Linked DNA regions of Gasterosteus aculeatus: region 1 is linked to region 2. A link is a contact called in public Hi-C data. All regions are on one chromosome and are shown on one strand. Each heading gives the region's core, a stretch centred on a gene start, on an enhancer-like site or on the middle of the called end of the contact. The rest is flanking DNA. Distances are from core to core; before and after follow the strand shown.

Region 1 (3,052 bases), core at 490-2,989, 140 kb before region 2:
GTTCAATATTTTTTTTTATGTTTATGTTTTAAGTTCTGATTAATTGCTCTTATACACCACTTGGGAACAAACCTGTTCATACAACGGATTTCACATGACACCAAATATTTCCATTACAAGTTTGAACTCTTGTGCGTGATATTAGCGTTGATTGGTTTGATATAACATATCAGAAATGCGAGTTTCACTAATAATTAATGTGCCTACATAAGCCAGAGTCAATCCATCAGTATAACTTTCAATAAGGTCGTCTAGAAAAAACGATCTATATTCTTCCCTCATTATGGGAAATTGTGCTCTCAAGTAAAAGTACACAGTTTTAAACCTACTGGACAACAGCTTATTGGATAATATTTCTGTCAATATTTGATTTGTCCAAAAGAGAACTCATCAAGGATATGTAGTGTTGACATTTCTATTCATCTTCACGATTATTGATTGTGATAACATTTTTGAAGTTATCTGTCAAGGGGAATGTATCCTAATTCAGACATCAAATAAAGCAGTGAGGTTCTCCTGGGAGTTTGGAAACATGGCTCCCAATCACCCCTCTGAAACCCTCCTTTGTGAAGTGGTTGGTGGTAGGTCAAGACCACAAACTACTGCTAAGGGCATTAGAAGAAACAACGGCATAGCTTGGAATCATATGAGTACTCTTGTTACGTCATCTCAATCAGTGACGTTGCACCTCGTGGTCAGTAAAACAGAAGACGTTTGGGTTTTTGACAAGGAATAGAGTCTGCAGTGTTTGGTTGAACCTTCTGCCAGGTGTTAGTTAGTTAGTTAGTTAAAAGGCTTGTGAGTCTCATATAAACCTCAAATGGTCAGTTGTGCATTCATATCAATTGTCCATGGGGCAACTGACTAACTAAGGATTCAGTCTGGTTATCCAGTTCTTTGGAAAACTTGTCTCGTCAAGTTTTGCTTAAGAAACGATCACGCTGAAATAATTGAAATGATATGCCCAGTGTGCCTATCTGGTTCTTTATCCCTTTCAGTAGCCTCATTGCACTGCATTGTCTTTTCCTGCTTTGGGTGCGGCATTCAATCTGTTGTCTGTAGTCGTTGGAGAAGCTCTTTGATGCAACCAACTGAAAATCCAGCAAACAAAAAGAACCAGCAGACCAGTAGGACATGTGCAAAAGGTAATCATCGAAGTGATACATGGTAATGGAACAACATTTCATATTATCCAAAATGTTCTCATATTTGTACATATTAAGATGTGCTGGTTGTTGAAATACAGTTCTGAACTCCAGCAGCAGACTAAACCTCAGCGATGGTCCCAAGGAAAAGACTAAAATGAAAATACCACCAAGCCAAATTGTTTCCGTAGTTTATCTGTCTACAGATATTACTGAACGTTGGAAGCCCAAAAGGTTGAATCATACACAGAACAGTTTTTTTAACGGCTGTGGGCACAATACAAACACTTTGTAATATTAATAATTTAAAATTAGTCCAAATTTCCTTTTAAATAACACCTTTGTGAAAACAAAGTAACAAGAAGGTGGCAGATTTTTGCATTTTTGGAGATGATTTATGTTTTCTGCATGTGTGTGCTGTTGACTGAATGTGTGTAGTTGTGAGTCTGTATGTGTGTGTGTGTGTGTGTGTGTGTGTGTGTGTGTGTGTGTGTGTGTGAGAAAGAGATACATAAAAGTATGCTGTGTGTGTATATATGTGTGACCTAAGCTGTCCTGTGAGCGGCGCCACTGAGGCGCTTCTGACTAAACCAACTGGACATTAATTACAGACATCTTTTTTCTAATCAAAACAAGTAGCAAGATACACACACTCTTCAGACACAAACATGTTATATAAAACTTACTTCGATATAGATATTACTTTGACTTGGAGAGGGCTGTTCACCCTTTCATGGTATGAATGGACCATCACAGCCTGGAGGACGTCCACATGAGGTTAAACTCTCATCAAGCTCTGTGGTCGACATTGTCCCTGGTCCCATATTTCCCTGGACTTTGTAAAAGGTCGGCCACCCTCTCAAGGAAGCACTGTTACGGTGGTCTCCAAAGTTAAAAACAAAAAGGTCTGATTACGTCAAATCCATCCATACATGCTTCCTATCCAGCGGTAAGTTACACAGCATGACGTCTCTGAAAAAGGCTAATACTGATTAATATCTGGCAAAGAGTCCTTGTGCACACCTATATCCTCACGCGGCATTGTCAGTGTGTGCAAGTCCGTAGCAGCATGGTGCTGATGCGCCCTCTTTTTTCACTTTGTCACATCGGATTTGCTAAAACAACTGTGAAAACACAACTGTTCTCTCTGACTGTCTCATCTCCTTTGTTCTCTGCTCTGCTCCGCTCCCAACCACTCTGTGCAAGCTGGGACAAATGGCTGCTTTGGGACGCTGTATGCATGTGTATGTGTCTATGGGGAAGAGGGAGGGTGGGTGTCTCATTGTGTTACGTGTGATAAACTGCTTTGACAGCAGAAATGTTTGTGTGACAAGTGCTCCGTGGTTGGAGTCCATTAGCTGCCTCTTTTGAGTCCCCTTGGCGGGTTATCACTCTCACACACAAACACACACACACACGTAAATGCATACACTTAAACACTCACACACATATTCACTGCACAAACAAAGACAGCTTGCCATACCACTCTTGGTGCTTGTGTCCTAGCAACATGTGTCTCAGGACATTACTCTTGTGCGTACGTGTCTGAGTGTGTGTGTCATGTCCTACAGCACTCGTGTGAGGAAGAATAAACTGTTTCAGTGGCTGGACTTTGGAATAATAACAATATATGTATGTATTGATACATAGATAGATATTCAACATCTGACAATTAAATAATGCATGAATGTTGTATGTGTTGTGGGGAACCGCACCAAAACAACAAAAATCTTTCAAAAAAGCCAAACTACAACGAGCTATAAGTAAGTGCCATAGTAAGTGCTCGTACCTAGTGAAGGTATAGTCAGAAGAGGTGTTCTATTGAATGTAAACAGTGAATCACTAAATTAGCACCCATGCACCCCACAAACTGACTATATGTACTCACACATGAACTAATAACAGTA
Region 2 (2,845 bases), core at 48-2,547:
TTCTTTTCTTCTTTTTGTTCATGTCAAAGCTGCAGTTGCTAACTTAAAAAACAATGTGTCACAATTTTTGGTCAAACAGATCATCTGTAAAAAGGTGGGGAAAAGTCAGGTTACTCTGCCTCCTTTTTTGTGGTCTAGATGTCATTTGCAGGATTCCCCCACAACCAATAAGAGTGAGATTCAGGTACTGCATTGCCATATTTTTCAATTCAGAAATGTCTGTTTTCCCTACAATGGGAGCTAACAAACCTAATTTCACAAGTTAAGTAACAGAACATTGATTCATATTTGATTAATTGCTTTTAGTCTTACAGTTAAATTGGATATAGACGTTTTTCTGTGGGTGTGGTGGTATCAAATGTCATTGGAAGGATTTTGAGCAAAATGTCCACATTTCAAAACATGTCCAGCATTTTTAATCATGTATGAGATTAAGAAAATGTGTGAGTACAAAATAAACTTTATCTTCCATGATAACTGCTCTCTATCTTTCTTTCCCAAGCTTACAGTTTGTAGTTCAGCTTAGTTGAAAATGTTAAGGCAATTGGTTTCCTGATTATTTCTTAATGAAGTGAAGAGTTGCACTAGTAACGATAACTTTCGTAGTACTGCTTACTTAACATAACTCAGATCTTCTTGTTGTTTAAGAACTTGTCAACATTATTTTCAGTTAACTATACTAATGTTTACTGCAGTTCCCTAAGCTCAGTTATTTTCACCCTTAACAACTTAAAATTAATTAGCGACTTTACTTTACTATTTACTTTAATAATTTTGAGGCGGTCGGTTTCCTGACTTTTTTCCAGTAAAGCCAACTTATTACATTTTACAGTGTTGATGCTAGCTCAGCTTGAGCTGCTGTCTGCACATGCCTCCACTTTCCACCTCGTCCACCCAGTTTCACAGGTCTGTGACTTCGAGGATATCGCCCAAAAAGAATTCAGGTTCATTATGCAGACACTGTATGGTGGGGAGGGAGGGACAAGTGGCGAGGGGAGAGAAAAGAGACTTGGAAGGAGCGATGAAAAGGGGAGGGATGGAGAAGAGAACTTCAAGGCACCCGTCACTTTGAGCCACTTTGACACACACACACACACACACTTTGGCAGATTTTAGGCTATAAAAGGTTATTTTATTATTTCTGCAGATAAAACAAAATTCATTGCACAGGCGTTCTGCCTATCTCCTTTGGCACGAGTGTCTTGTGAGCTTGCACGTGTCTAGTCATGCATGCATGCCAGTGTGCAGGCTTTTGTGTGTCTGTGCGTGTACACCTGTGTGTGTCAAGTGTTTGCGGACGCTGAAGGAGACTGAGTGTTTTCTGACGCCTGTCTAACTACGCCTGTCTCACTGGGCCATGGGAGTGTCATCTACCCAGCCCTTAGTGTTCAACTCACATACACTCACACACAAACACATTCTCTCTCTCACATCAGCGAGGAACGCAGACAGCCCAGAGCTTGGTGTCACAATATCACACTGTGCAGGTCAGGCAATGCACGTATGTGTAGGTGTGCACGCTCGTGTGAAAGAGAGAGCAAAATATTGCAACAAAACAGCAAGTCTGCTCCATTATAAAATCCGTTAGTAGCATTACAGCGATGCTAAAAAAGGGAAAACCGTCATTAGCAACCATTTCCCGAAAATCCCATTCCTCTCTTATTGTTGCTGTCTTTGAATTCATCTTCATAACAATTAGACTATATGAAAACTCTCGGAAGATTACTGCATTACGTAATTTCCGGGAAAAAGCCTCCAACATTTCTACTTATTATACTACCAGACCCAACGCTTTCTAATGGAAAAGCCAATTAGCTTGTACGCAGCAAGAATGCTAATGGAATCACACAATTATTGAGTGTTAACAGCGTGCATTTATGCTGTGGTTGGCTGCACAATTCATTTGGCAACCATCAAGGAGTCATTTGAGAATAGGTAAGAAAGACTGCAGGCTTATTAGAGTAAATGTACCTGTTTATAGGCTTTGAATCCACCTGACTGTGGAAATCACTCACTTTGTTTGGTCGGGAGCTTTGTAAAGCCTCTGTGTATGGTGAAATAGCAATTGAAAAAATGCATGAAACTAGTTTTTGGTGGAGAGGCATGTACAGTTGAAAAATGCACTGCGTCAAATTCAGTCGAATAAAATATGTTGTGTAAAAGAAGAAGGATATGGACACGATGGAAGAAACCTATTTTAGTAGCTTTTACAGCTGTTAGTTAAATGATACATATTATATGACTCATTGCTGTAAAAAAGCAGTAACATTCTGACTGGTATATGCATGTGGTGAAAACTCAAGACTGAACAAGACAAAGCCTTTGGGAGACTGAGGACCACAATATCAAGACCAAAAGGGATCTTGATTTTGGGAGATATGAGGAATGATAGACACGCAGACCCTGTAAGCAGTCCTGGTGTCAATTCACATTCGTATAAAAACAATCTTTTACACATGAAATACGATGCAACTAAAGTAATGATCGGACATGAGAACAGTGATGGGAATGTGCATTCTTTAATGGAGATACGACAAAAAATACCCAGCATCCTGTGCAGCTTAAAAGTTGGCCATTACGGAAGCCCCGAGGGAAGGAACTTAATGAATATCAATACACAACACATCATGTGTGTTTGCATTAACTGGTACAATACAATCCAGAATCCTCTTGTCTGAGACGAAATAGTAGAAAAATCTTGAGAACTATTCTCTTAAAACCATATTAATCTCAGGTGCTGATGAAAGCATATGGCGTGTATAGTTTAAAGGGCAACCTTACATAGATGTAAGTCTGACACGTTAACGTCTCCGACCTCCTCATCATCATCGTCAGCAGGGTGGCC

Evidence for each region. A called contact is a pair of places that touch in the nucleus more often than the background predicts.
Region 1: a Hi-C map of skeletal muscle shows a contact between it and region 2, with 4 times the contacts expected there. The contact joins two enhancer-like sites. A contact is called at or near these places in 3 of 6 Hi-C or Micro-C datasets (skeletal muscle and tail fin).

The regions. Positions count from the first base shown.
Region 1 is chr12:2,605,233-2,608,284 of fGasAcu3.hap1.1, reverse strand. No RefSeq gene overlaps it. Among protein-coding and RNA genes, the nearest start is that of tshz3b, 35 kb to the right of the region's middle. Within about 2 kb of position 1,739, at least 2 of the 9 cell types and tissues checked have open chromatin away from gene starts, as enhancers often do.
Region 2 is chr12:2,461,198-2,464,042 of fGasAcu3.hap1.1, reverse strand. No RefSeq gene overlaps it. Among protein-coding and RNA genes, the nearest start is that of LOC120834793, 110 kb to the left of the region's middle. Within about 2 kb of position 1,297, at least 1 of the 9 cell types and tissues checked has open chromatin away from gene starts, as enhancers often do.